2 separate regions of the Canis lupus genome follow, and region 1 is linked to region 2. The links are chromatin contacts, called in public Hi-C maps. All regions are on one chromosome and are shown on one strand. The core of a region is the stretch at or near the end of the contact, and the rest is flanking DNA. Distances in the headings are between cores, read along the strand shown. Region 1 holds the start of ZNF516 (zinc finger protein 516). Region 2 has its middle 100 kb from the start of ZNF516.

Region 1 (5,701 bases), core at 267-2,766, 100 kb before region 2:
TGTTAATGTGCCCTCCATGTTTCAGTATATTCAAATGAGCTAATTGAAGAAAACAAGGTCCTACTAATGAACTAAGAAAAATACGAGACTGATTCGCTTGTGTCTGAGCCCATGAAAATTCTCATTTCATGAGCAAAGTCCTTGAGGCTTGCTCAGGGCTGCAGCTCGCTGGGCCCGTCCAAGATGGCTTGGGAGCCCGCTGAAACCAAAGACGTCCGGCTCGGATAACCAGCTCTCAGACCCAGGATGCAGGCCAGCGAGCTCCACTAGGGCTCCCCAATTTCACCAAGAGGGGGAAGCAAGGTCCCAATCATGCACAGCAGAGGCATGCGGTATATTTAATTCTAGCGGGTCTGTGTCAACATAAATAGCACAGCTATTTTGACGCCACAATCGAAGAATGTAAGAGAAATTGAAGGAGGAACAAACAAATGATAAAGTGAGCTTTTCTACGCGGCAGCAGAAAGTATCCTATCAAATAGCAGGCATGCCTGGCTCCTTAAAGTAGCACTTACATTCCTAAACCAAAATACTCCAATCATATTAATAGGGAGGCTTAAAAAATAATCTGGAGAGGATCCTGCTGGGGGAACATCCAGCCTCGCTTCCACTCGGGTTAGTACTCCCAAGGCATCTCAGCGCTCGGGCACAGGACGGAGGGCCACCGGTTTCTAAACCATCTGTACCCAGGACTGCAGGCTCCGTGGCAGGTTCAGGAGGCAAATGCGTTTCCGAGGCGTGTTTAATTAAGACCCCCGTCTAAAGTTCCTTTTGTGGCTTGCCTTGGGTCCCGCTGCCCCCGCCCTTTGTTGCGTGGTGGACCCCGCCGGCAGGCCGGGCCCCACGCCCTCGGGCACCTCTGGGCTCCCAGGACCGGCCCCCGCGTCCACGCGGGCCGCTAGCCGCCGGCACGGAAAGAGGCCACGCAGGCAGGGCGCCACACCCACGCGCGGCAGCCCCTCGCGGGGACCGCCCCAGGGCGCCCAGCGCCACCCACCCGCCGCCGCGCGGGGCCCGGCCGGGGCCGGATCAGGTGCGAATACTTATGTAATCGTCCTCGTGGGCCACGCCTTTCCCACCGCCCCACCTCCGCCAGAACAAAGTGAAGTTTAAAATAGAAACCAATTACCTGGCCGCCGCCGCGCCTCGGCCCCCGGAGCGCGGCCCGCGCCCGAGCCCCCGCCCCCCGCCCCCCGCCCCGCGGAGACCCCCGCCCCGGCCAGACCCCCCAGACCCCCCCCCCACACACACACACACACCCAGGCCAGGCGCCCCCTCCCCGCCCCCGCCCCGCCGAGACCCCCGCCCGGGCCAGGCCCCCCCTCCCCGCCCCCGCCCCGCGCAGACCCCCGCCCCGGCCCGGCCCCCCCACCCCGCCCGCCCCCTCCGCGGCCAGTCCCCCGGCCCGCACGGACCCCCGCCTTTGTTACGGTGCGAAGTTGGGCCGTGGGTCCCCGTCTCTTTCACTTCTTGGGTTACAGTGCAGGCGAGTGACGTCCGCTCCACATGACGGGGGCGGGGGGCGGGCGCCGGGGGGCGGGGGGCGGGGGGCGGGCCGGGCCCTCCCCCACCGCCGGCCCTGCCCGCCCCGCCCACGGCCCGCCCCCCGGCAGCCCGGCAGCCCGCGGCCCCCGCCCCGCCCCGCCCCCGCCCCGGGGCGGGCAGGTAAATCCCCCCGCCCCCGCCCCCGCCCCCGCCCCCGCCCCGCCCCCCGCGGCGCCCGGGGCCCCGCGCCGCCCTCTCCGAGGTACGGAAATAGGAATGATTTAATCCGCGACACCCCCCTGCTGCCCATCCTCAATCCGCGAGTCCACGGAGGTGGGGGCGGGGGGCGCAGAACCCGGTCGAACTCCGGGCTGGGGGCCGAACACGGCCGCAGCGGGACGACCGGGTTCGGGCGCTACTTCGTGACTGAGCGAGGTTCTTGCAGGGGTACGACGGGGGGTCGCCCACGGACCCTCGGCGTGACCCCGGGGCGCCCGGACACACGCCGCGTGGACTAGGGCGGGGCGCGGCGTCCCTCCCAGGGGTCTCCCCGGAGGGTTCTGCGGGGAAGGGGCCGTCCCACGTGGGTTCTTAACCCGTCCGGGCGGCGGCAGCATCCATCCCGGCATCTACGACACCGCAAGGGAGATGCTCCGGGGCCAGGTCCGGTCCCCACGCGTCCACACAGCTCTACCGGGATTCCCGGGGAAGCGGGGGCCGGAGGAGGCCGGGGCGAGCCGCGGGGCGGCCCGTGGCGCCTCCGCCCCTGAATGCGCCCATTGTGCGGTGGACACCAGGCAGGCGCTCCGCACTCCGGGCTCGGGCGGCCCAGAACTTCCACTGACCCTGAGCGGCTCACATTCTAGAATTTGCCATGGACTAAGTATGAACTTTCGGCGAGACAATAAAATACGAAGTTGTAAGGTTCGTGCTGTCCTTCACTTTTCTGCGGAATTCACGCCCATTTCAGCAGTCCCCGTTCTTTGTACGCTGTGCGCCTGGCGGGTGGGCTCCCCGCCACCCGGACCCCACGCGCGAGAGGGCGCGCCTGTCGCGTGGGAAAGACACGGAGGGAACTGCACGTTTCGATTCCCCGGCTGCTGAGAAGCATAATCATATCACTCCTCTTTTCTTCCCCTTCTGCAGGTTTCGACTTGAATCCGAAAGCACCTCCAAGCGCCCAATCTTTGCAGGAGAACACTCGGGGGAGGCAGGATCTCCATGGGGACTGCCGAGCACCCCTCTAGCTGCCCAGACGCAGGGAACCGCTTGCCCGCGTCTGGGGCGCAGAGCTGTGCACATCAGGAACCCCGCGGATGCGCGGGGCTGGTCGCACTCAACAGTGTGCACACACATGGGCGCGTGCACGCGCGCGCGCACACTCACGCTCCAAATTACCTCCGGGATGGAGAAAGCCGCTGCGGATTGGCCGGCAGAGCCATCACTCACGCCCAGGGGCAGGGAGACTTTGCGAGGCTGTTTCCTTTTTTTTTTTTTTTTTTTTTTTTTTCCTCCTTCCCTCCCTACTGTTTCATTTAATGGTAAAACAACAGCAGAGCCCTGAAAGTTAGCCATCTGCGCCGAGAGTTTGCTTTCTTTAACGACGGGGGCGTCAGACAATATCCATTTAAATATATTTTGTACTTCCACAATGGATGAAAAGGGAAATTAGCAATCCCTGGTGGGGGCGGAGAGGGAGCGAGGGGTGAGGAGGAGGGGGTCATCCGGAGGGGTGGACGCAGTGGGAAGAGTTGTTCTCAACGCCCAAAAAAGACTTTGACCTTTATTGATCTCGAAATTAAAAAATGTTTTTCACGGATCAGATTATAACAAACGCTGGTCCTCATTTATGAACTCATGATTTTAATTTTTTTATTTAAGCATGCGCCAGCAATTGTGTTTCCTTAAGAAAGAACTGACCTATTTTTGGCTGGAGATAAACGATCATGTTAACAGATGTTAATCTTGTAATCTGTTTTTCCTGTAAGCACTTTACATACCCGGGATTCAGACCTTAAAAATAACATCTTTTCCAAAAAGACCTGACGTCACAATTCACTCCCTGAAAAATCACCCCCCCTCCAGTTTTTTTCCTCTGCAATGATTTCAAAGACATTAAATCTTTTTCACTTTATAAATGCTGATTTGTTCTGCCTCAACTCCCACAGGCTTCTATTTGCATTTCAAATTCCACAGGTTACACCAGTCGCCTTTTCAAAAAATGTAAACCAACAATGAAGCAGCAAATGGCTTTTTGTGCATCTGGATTAAATGAGGCACAGAATGAATATATTTAAAAAGAGGGCTGAGCAAGTTGATCTTTGCACACCCGGAGACCAAGTAATTCTTTATCAGTCAGCCAGCAGCATGAGTAAGATGCAGACACATAAACCCCTGAAGCTCCTGGTCTGATCCCGGTCTGCTGCGGGGAGCTTATTAAGGCGGATAATAAATGAGGCTGACTTACAGACCCACATTTTCGGGTAAAAGGCTGGGTCTCCCTGGTCCCTAATGGCAAGCCTCCACTGGCTTCCCTGCCCACCACCACCGATTGTCACCGCACACCAACCTCCTGCATAAACCGCTGTTTTAAATACCCAACTCGGCTGGCGTTTAACGAACTTATTCATACAAAGTTTCTTTAAAACTTGACGAGGCGGTTTATTCTAAATACTGATGGTAACTATTCCGTCTGTTAGTTCTCCCTGGAAATGGCAGACCAGGCGCATTTCCAACCCCCCCTCCCCATCACACACGCCCCACAGCATTCTTCCTTTCTCGTAGACACCCGGGTGTGTACCGCGATGGAGCCCTCCCCCCCTCACCCCCACTCCGACCCCCGCCAGGCTGGGTGCGTCTGCGAGGAGTCCCTGCCACCCCGACCCCTCTCCCCACCCCTCCCGGTCACAGAGGGGACCATCGCCCCCTGCCCCCACCCGGCCCTAACTTCCCTCCCGGGCGCACTCACTTCTGTAATGTTAGGGTCACTTAGACGCTCCCAGCTAATGGGCATGCGGCCAGGGGAGGGGGAGGCCCAACACCCACCCCACACACACACACACACACACACACACGCCGACACGTACCCGGGGCAGCAGCGCTCCGTGCCCACGGGCATCGATCCCATCAGCCAAACCCTTAATAATTGAAGCGGCTCCTCGGGTCCCGCAGCCCCATCACCCACCTTCATTAGCTGGAGCGTTTTACTTTAAAGTAAGGCAATTTGCTCTTTGTCTCCTAATGGATGGAGAGCGCATCCGAGCTCCCCTCCTCCCGCGTCGCCTTTGACGAAGTGTACAAAGCCTGAGCCTCTTCCGCGCTCCCACCCGGCCCCCACCCCGCCCCTCCACTGCGGTAAAAACCACCTCCCGGCGCTCGCCTCGCCGCCCGAAGTTGCATCTTCCCTCTCCTGGAATTGCCGAGCCGAGCAACTACCCACAGGGCAGCCGAGCCGCCCTCCCGGCGCCCCGGGGCCCCTCCCCGCCCCCCGCCCCCGCGGCGCACCCCGGGGTCCCCCCTTCCGCACTGCCAGGCCAGGGGCCCCGCGCCCGCGCCCCCTGCGGGCCCCGCGGCGCCCCCCTCCCACCCTCCCGGCCCCTACCTTGGCGGGAGGCGGCGGGCCCGGGAAGGAGGACGCGCACGCCCCGCGCCTCTGAAGGTGAAGCCTAGCGCCCGAGGCGCGGAGCCGAGCGCTGCACTAGACCGACCGCGCCAGCTGCGCCCGGGCGCGGGGGACGCGCGAGGGCGCGCGGGGCCCGCCACGCGCCCGGCCCCCTCCCCGCGCCGCCCGGGCTCGCCCGGGACGCGCCCGCCCCGCGGGGACCCCGGCGCCGTCCGGGCTCTGGGGGCTGCGCGGCGGGGGGAGGGGGCCGGGCCCCCGCGGCCGGGCGCAGGCCCGAGGCTTCCCCCAGCCACGGAATGGTCTGCCCTGTAGGAAACGCACACGCTCCACTATTGTCTCATCAGCACAAAGTTCTACCACACTGCGGGCAAAGTCTGGAGGCTCGCGATGACTCAGACACAGATAATTCTTCCCCTAATAGCACTGAATCACGGCCCCAGCGGCTAGTGGTCGCCCCTTCCTCGCCGGGGCTCCGGCTGCCGCAGACCCAGTGCCGGGAAGCTGTTCACGCGCGCACACGGACACACACGCACGCATCCATACGTGCAGACGTGCTGGGATGCGTTTGCGGCCGGCTCGGGCACCTGAGCACGA
Region 2 (6,395 bases), core at 311-2,810:
AGTCCTGGCTGATAGGATTGGGGAGGGGCAGGCTCAGGTCTGGGGTTGATTTAATGAGTAACAGGGCCTGAGACAGAGAGAGACTCCCTGTGGTGATGGAGCTCCCCGTGCTGGGGTGCCCCAGAGAAGGGGGTGCTAGGGCTCCAGAGGCCCAGCCAGGGCCACTGACTTGTCTTAATCAAGAGCTAATGTCTTTTTGTTTCCTTCTGGAAGGTCCTTGAGTCCTGGCGAAGCCCCTGGGCTTTTCAAGACAGTGGTGGCTTTGTGCTTCTGTGTGAAATAAAACTTTTATCCAAAAAGAAAGAGAAAATGTATCCAGTGCCATATGTCATCATCCCGGGGCTCAGATCTTCCCAGCGCTGGTGGGGAGGAGGAGGCAGCCACGGTGCCCTGGGGCACCAGAGGCCTGGCTCCTAATTGAGTCTTCCCCCTTCTGGGTTTCCGTTGTGATGCAGGGAAGATACACAGGAAATGTAATTCCCAAACTTGGCGTTTCTTGTTTCCCCCTCACCCTTTAACTGTTCGGAAAGACCTGAGTGGCCAGGGAGACTAAAACTTGATGAAGTCTGCAGAGGTCTGAGGCGGCAGGACAAAGGGCCTGGGGCCCGGACCTGAGGCACAGGTGTGTGGACCGGGCAGGGCTGGGCTGACCCTCAGGTCCCCTGGGGGCTCTGTGCACGTTAGCGGGGCTCTCGGACCCCACTGGGCGGGGCGACCCAGGACCTCGTGACCCACTTGCGCTCCTGTGTCGGGAGCCTTGGGGCAGCCGGGCGCGGGGCTGCGGCTGTGGGCGCCAGGGCACGGCGGGGGGCCCGCGGCCGCGGAGGAGGCCGGCCCGGGTCGCGGGGGTCTGCACCGCCACGTCTGTAGAGCTCCGAACGGGGGCGACGCAGCGCCGTGCTGTGGCCCCAACACAAACGGGACGCCCTGCGCGGCGGGCCGGGGCCGGGGCCGGGGGCAGCGGGGAGCTCGCCTTGCGCGGGCCCGGGGCGCAGTGCACCCGGCGCACCTCGGGGTGCGGGGAGCGGGGAGCGGGGAGCGGGGTCACCGGCCGGGCCCGGGGGGCGGAGGCGGTGCAGGGGGCGGCGGCGGGGTCGGGCCGTTCCGCTGTGTTCCCGGGGGGGGGGGGCGGGGGGAGCCTTGCCGAGCGGGACACGCTCCCGGGACAATGCAGAAAATGGGCGCCGCGCGGGGCGGCTCCTCCCCGCGGAAGGAGGTGGCGCCGGCAGGAGGCCCGCCCTCTCGGCCGCTCGGGCGCGCGGGGCGGTGCCGGGAGGGGCCCCGTCTCCACGCCCCGCGGCGCGGCGGGCCTTTGTCTCGGCGGGGGGCCGCGGCGCCCCCTGCCGGCGGGTGTGCGGGGCGCGGGGGCGCGGGGGGCGCTCGGGGCACCGGCTCGGCACCGCTCGCACCGCCTCCGCCCCGCTCCCCCGCCCCCCCGTGTGCTCGTGGCCTCCGCGGCGGGGACGCCGAGCCGCGTCGCCTCTCCCAGGACGTCTCCGAGCCGCGGGGTCTTGGCGACGGAGAATCCTCCCAAGTCCGTGGAGCGTAGGTCGGAATTGAGCGCAAAAGGGCAGCATTTCGCCGTTAAAGGCGCAACGTGTAAACGCAACCTGAGCGCTTTGGTAGATGGATGCAGAGCGGGCCCTGGTGGGCGCCCCAGCCCGGGCCCCCGCCCCCGGGAACGCGCTCCCCCCGGCGGGCTGCGTGGAAGCGCCGGCTCGCGGACCGCAGTGGAGGCAGCGTGTGTCCTGGGAAAGCCCACGCCCTCCCCGCTCCAGGGGGCCGGCTTGGTGACCGTGGGTCCCCGGGCAGTGGCCGGGCCTCCCGCAGCCCCCGGGGGAAGGCTCTGCCCGGGGCCAGCACCCCTAGGTGCTCAGGAACAAGCCGTGTGCATTCCCAGGAAGCAGCCAGCCTGCCCAGGAGCTCCACTGCATTGCACCTGGCTTTCCAGCAGCAATAAATAAAGAGTCTGGGGGGGGGGGGGGGGCGGAGATTAATATAAAGTCATGATGGAGAGGCAGAGAACACAGCAGAATGCACCGACTCAAGACAACGTGTGCAGAAGCAATTTGCTCCTGAAACTCTAAACATGAAATGCTTTAGTACTTCCTGGCAGCTCTTCGGTAGCTAGCAAATAAATATTTCCACATGGAAGAAAATGGTCCTTTGAACTGTGGCTTGTTCTTTTGGAGACAGAAATACAGCAAGGTGCGGAGGCTTCAGGGGCACAGTGCCCTGGTAATTTATCCAGTTTGAAAATCGTGTGCCTTTCCATTAGGACTCATGGCTGGTAAACACGGGTTCTCTGGGGAATTGAATTAGCCCCACAGCCCCCTTTGCTGGTTCAGGAGACAATAGAGTGACCTCTGGCCCACAAATGATGCCTTCATTGAATGCTTTGATTATGTGTTACGTTAAAAAACAATCCTATTAAAAGTCGGGACCCTGCCATGCGTTTAATCTGCATTGGTTACTCTTGCTCTCCTATCTCTGAGTTTGTTACCCAAAGATTAAAAACACACTTTGGACGTGTGTCTCCTGTGCTCTGGATTTGAATCAAACACAGGATCAGGTCTCATGTCAAAATACCAGGCAGCAGGAGAATACTTATCACATGATATCACAGATCTTTATTCCTACAGAGGCTTGGGTTTTTTAAAAAATAAAAGTATCCGGGCACCCCAGGTGGCTCAGCAGTTCAGCACAGCCTTCAGTCCAGGGCTTCGAGTCCCACATCGGGCTCTCTGCATGCAGTCTGCTTTTCTCTCTGCCTGTGTCTCTGTCGCTCACTCTCTCCCTCTCTCTCTCTCTGTCTCTCATGAATAAATAAATAAATAAATAATCTTAAAAAAATAAAAATATCCTGACTAAGGCCAGGAACGTAGGGCTTCACTGTGCTGCCTGCGCAGGTTGGAGGGGTTTCCAGGGAGCTTTGAAGCATTGGAAACTTTTCTGCTCTGAGTTTTCACAGCACTTTGAGCAAAAGTTCAAGTCACAGGGAGAACAGTGAATTATGCAGGTATAAATGAGTCAGGTTTAATGCAAATGAACTTCATTCACTCCTTGGTTCCGTAAATATTTATTGAAAGCCTATTTTGTTTAAGGTGCTGCCACCTCCAAAGAGGCCAAGATTCCCTGGGTGCATCAGACCCACATGCAAGTCTGCAGGCCGGCCTGTGCTCGCGGTGTGGACGCCTCTGGTTCCTGCAAGATAGTGGTGTGACTACACACGCCTGGCTTAGACTTCTAGGGAGGGCTGGTTTTTTTGTTGTTGTTTTTTGTTTTTTTTTTTAATCAGACTCCCAACTGCTTAATAGAAATTTAAATGCTCACCTAGTGCTGTCTAAAATATGTTATTGGCATTTACCAGATGATAAATCTAGTGTCTTGGTTGCAGGGAAAGAATAAAAAAATCCGGGTGTCCCCTTTCAACTCAGTTTTTGTTGGTCTGCCATAATCAACGTCCCTGGCTCATTAATGAAGATTCTCTCCCCTCCTCCCTGAGTGCCCTCATTCCTATAATGTAAACAGCTACTAATAGCTCCTATTCCTCTTTGTTCAAACAAACAATAGCCTTTATAACTAAGAAGAAAATTAGTATCAGGTGAAAGCCTCATTTTAGGGTGCTTAAAGCTTTTTCTTTTTTTCCAGAAGAACAAAGTACAACAGTAATCTCCAAAAGAAGAATTCACATTGAAAGTTTAGAAAGCAACAGGACAAAGGTCTGTTCTTTAATGATGCATAGACACACTTGTGATTGAATTTTAAATATTTTTCTTTTCTTCTCTTTAACTTCCTAACTGAAAAGCTGAAGCCCAGGGTAAAGAGGATGGTCAAAGGTCTAGGGAGTCAGGACCCCCGCCCCTAGTTCTGGTATGACCTGCTGGCTTTGTTGCACTAAAGGCAGAGCCTTAGAAGTGGGTGGAGGGGGACTGGGTTTCTTCACCAAATTAGGGGATTACATTTAGAAATGTCACAGTAGGGCTTGGAAATGAAGAATGAACTACAATATGCCCGAGTCCCTGGATTCCTTTCCAGGGGAGAAGGAATCTCTTCCTGCTTGGCTTCAAGTGTGCCTAAGAAAGCACCATCTGATTTGAAACTTGAATCCTTGGGAGAGGAAGGCGGGTGGGGGGCGGGGCAGAGGAGGGGTCGAAACACATTTTGTCTTATTCTGTGAAATGAATGCAGTTCGGGTCTAAACTTCAAGAATAATCCGTTGACATGCACGTCTGTCGGTAAGCCTGCAAGACGGGGTTGTTGTGCTTTTATAATTTTGTTCTTTATGTCTTTAACAATGATGAGTCTGAAAGTCATCAGAACAAGACAAATGAGCAGATCCTCTGAGCCAATCCTCTGCTCCTTGGCGCTGCCAGGGTCGGAGTGGCATCGCGCTTCCAGTTGTCACATTCTCTTTTGGCTCGAAGTAGGTCCGATTTCCTCATGTTGTGTCCTAAGATACAATTGAAAAAAAAAAAAAAAAAGGATTAAGAAACAGATTTCTTTCTTTTCTTTCTTTTCTTTCTTTCTTTCTTTCTTTCTTTCTTTCTTTCTTTCTTTCTTTCTTCTTTCTTCCTTCCTTCCTTCCTTCCTTCCTTCCTTTCTCTTTCTTTCTTCTTCCTTTCTTTCTTTCTTTCTTTCTTTCTTTCTTTCTTTCTTTCTTTCTTTCTTTCCTTCTTTCTTTTTTTTGCCTCAAAATAGCATTTAAGATTTGAAGTGAGTGAAATTATGCAATTGAAAGAAGCAAATATATTTCATTTCTTCAAGGTGCAGAGATTGACACTGGGTTAGAGCAACTGTATTGTTTTTTAAGAGGGAAATACTGGCTAAGCAAGGAATGGACTCTCATACCTTAGAAATGCTTTTATACATTGGAATGAAGAGAAGCCCCAAATTAGAAATGAGAGGGATGAAAGTAGAGCAAGAACGAGGAAATCCATGTGTCGTGACTGTTAATACTGCAGGATGATACTTTGACCGGTACCGAGGTGATGCCTGGCTCATGACACAGGCTGTTGCAGGCTGTCTGGGTCTTGTCCCTTTGGGCCTGGACTCGTTGCAAGTCTCAGTGTGTGAGCCTGAAATATTACACATGGGGCTCTGGCTTCTAGAAGTTTCAGGCTGCACAGAGTGGGGGCCACCATCCTCCAAGGTAGAACACATTTTGATCTTTGCTTTTGTTCGGGAGGAGGCAGACAGATCCCAGGACCTGGAGACTCTCACCCGGATTTCCCCTCCCAGCAGTGGCGGGAGCCTTTGGAAGGGGCCCCTGGTTTATTCATCTCAAGAGCCCAGTAGGGCCAGAGCGGCAGCTCTCAGCCTCGGGGGCTTGGGAATGAGGATGAAAAAGAAAAAAACAAAACAAAACACACAATTGAGAGGAGTTGGGAGAAAAAGAGAAGTTTCCTTTTGAGCTGCACGTTGGGTCTCTGCCTCACATGGTTCTAGCACCTTCCAAAGCCTTTCTCCTGGCGGCCACAGTGTTCTGGTTCAGGGACAGGGCTGTACCTCTTGCTCTCCGCTGCTACTTGCAGGATAAGGTGATGGGAACCCTTCCCGGGGCACAGGATGGCGCTCTGTGGGCAGGCAGGTGCTCTCCTGAGTCACCTTCCTTTTGAGGCGTAGATTGCGAAGCGTGCTCCCTGGGAACTTGTTAGAAATGCATTGTCTCTCATCTCAACCTAGACTTACTGAATTGGAAATTCTGGGGGTGGAAACTCCTGCTCCCTACACCCCTCACTCCAAGCAATCTCTGCTTTAATAATCCTGCCAGTGATTCTGGTGCAAGCTACCTGTAGAAATTGCTGAGTCCCATCCCTAGAGGTTGTGATTAAATTGGCCTACGTATAGCCTGGGCGCTGGGGTTTTGAAAGCTCCCCCGGCGGCTCTCGAGTGCAGCCAAGGTTGACAAACACTCCTCCAGAGCCATGCTGTTCAAAAGAACTTTCTGCAGGGATGAGAAGTCCCTAGGCACCGACTGCCAGGGGAGCCAACCTTGTGGCCCCTGAGCACTGGCAATGTGACTAGTGCAACTGCTGCGGGGCAGAGTGTTACATTCGATTGAATTTTGATTCATTTAAGCCTAAATAGCTACATGTCGCTGGTGGCAACTGCCCTGGACATTAAGTCCTAGAGCTGCAGGGAAATGTCAGACTTTCCCTGTAACTGAATCGAAAATGCAAAGGCCTCACTGAGTTACAGATTTAAGGAGATAGGAAAGAACATATTGAAGAGTTCTGGGATTATTTTTAAATCCACATTTGGTGATAAGTTGATAAAAACTGTGTGGGGCCCTAGACCTCCCTGCTAGCTCCTCCCATCAGACCCAAATTCCTGGCAGCAGCCTTTCTGGCTTCTGAGAATGCACAAGGATCACAAGGGTCAGTATTTAAAAA

What was found. A called contact is a pair of places that touch in the nucleus more often than the background predicts.
Region 1: a Hi-C map of amygdala shows a contact between it and region 2, with 3 times the contacts expected there. The contact joins the promoter of ZNF516 here to the enhancer-like site in region 2. A contact is called at or near these places in 3 of 9 Hi-C or Micro-C datasets (amygdala, blood and skin fibroblasts).

The regions. Positions count from the first base shown.
Region 1 is chr1:3,246,854-3,252,554 of UU_Cfam_GSD_1.0, reverse strand. It overlaps ZNF516 (zinc finger protein 516), which reads right to left and starts at 1,516. Exons shown (of 6, transcript XM_038525759.1): 1 at 1,416-1,516.
Region 2 is chr1:3,145,891-3,152,285 of UU_Cfam_GSD_1.0, reverse strand. No RefSeq gene overlaps it. Among named protein-coding and RNA genes, the nearest start is that of ZNF516, 100 kb to the left of the region's middle. Within about 2 kb of position 1,560, at least 12 of the 20 cell types and tissues checked have an H3K27ac peak or open chromatin away from gene starts, as enhancers often do.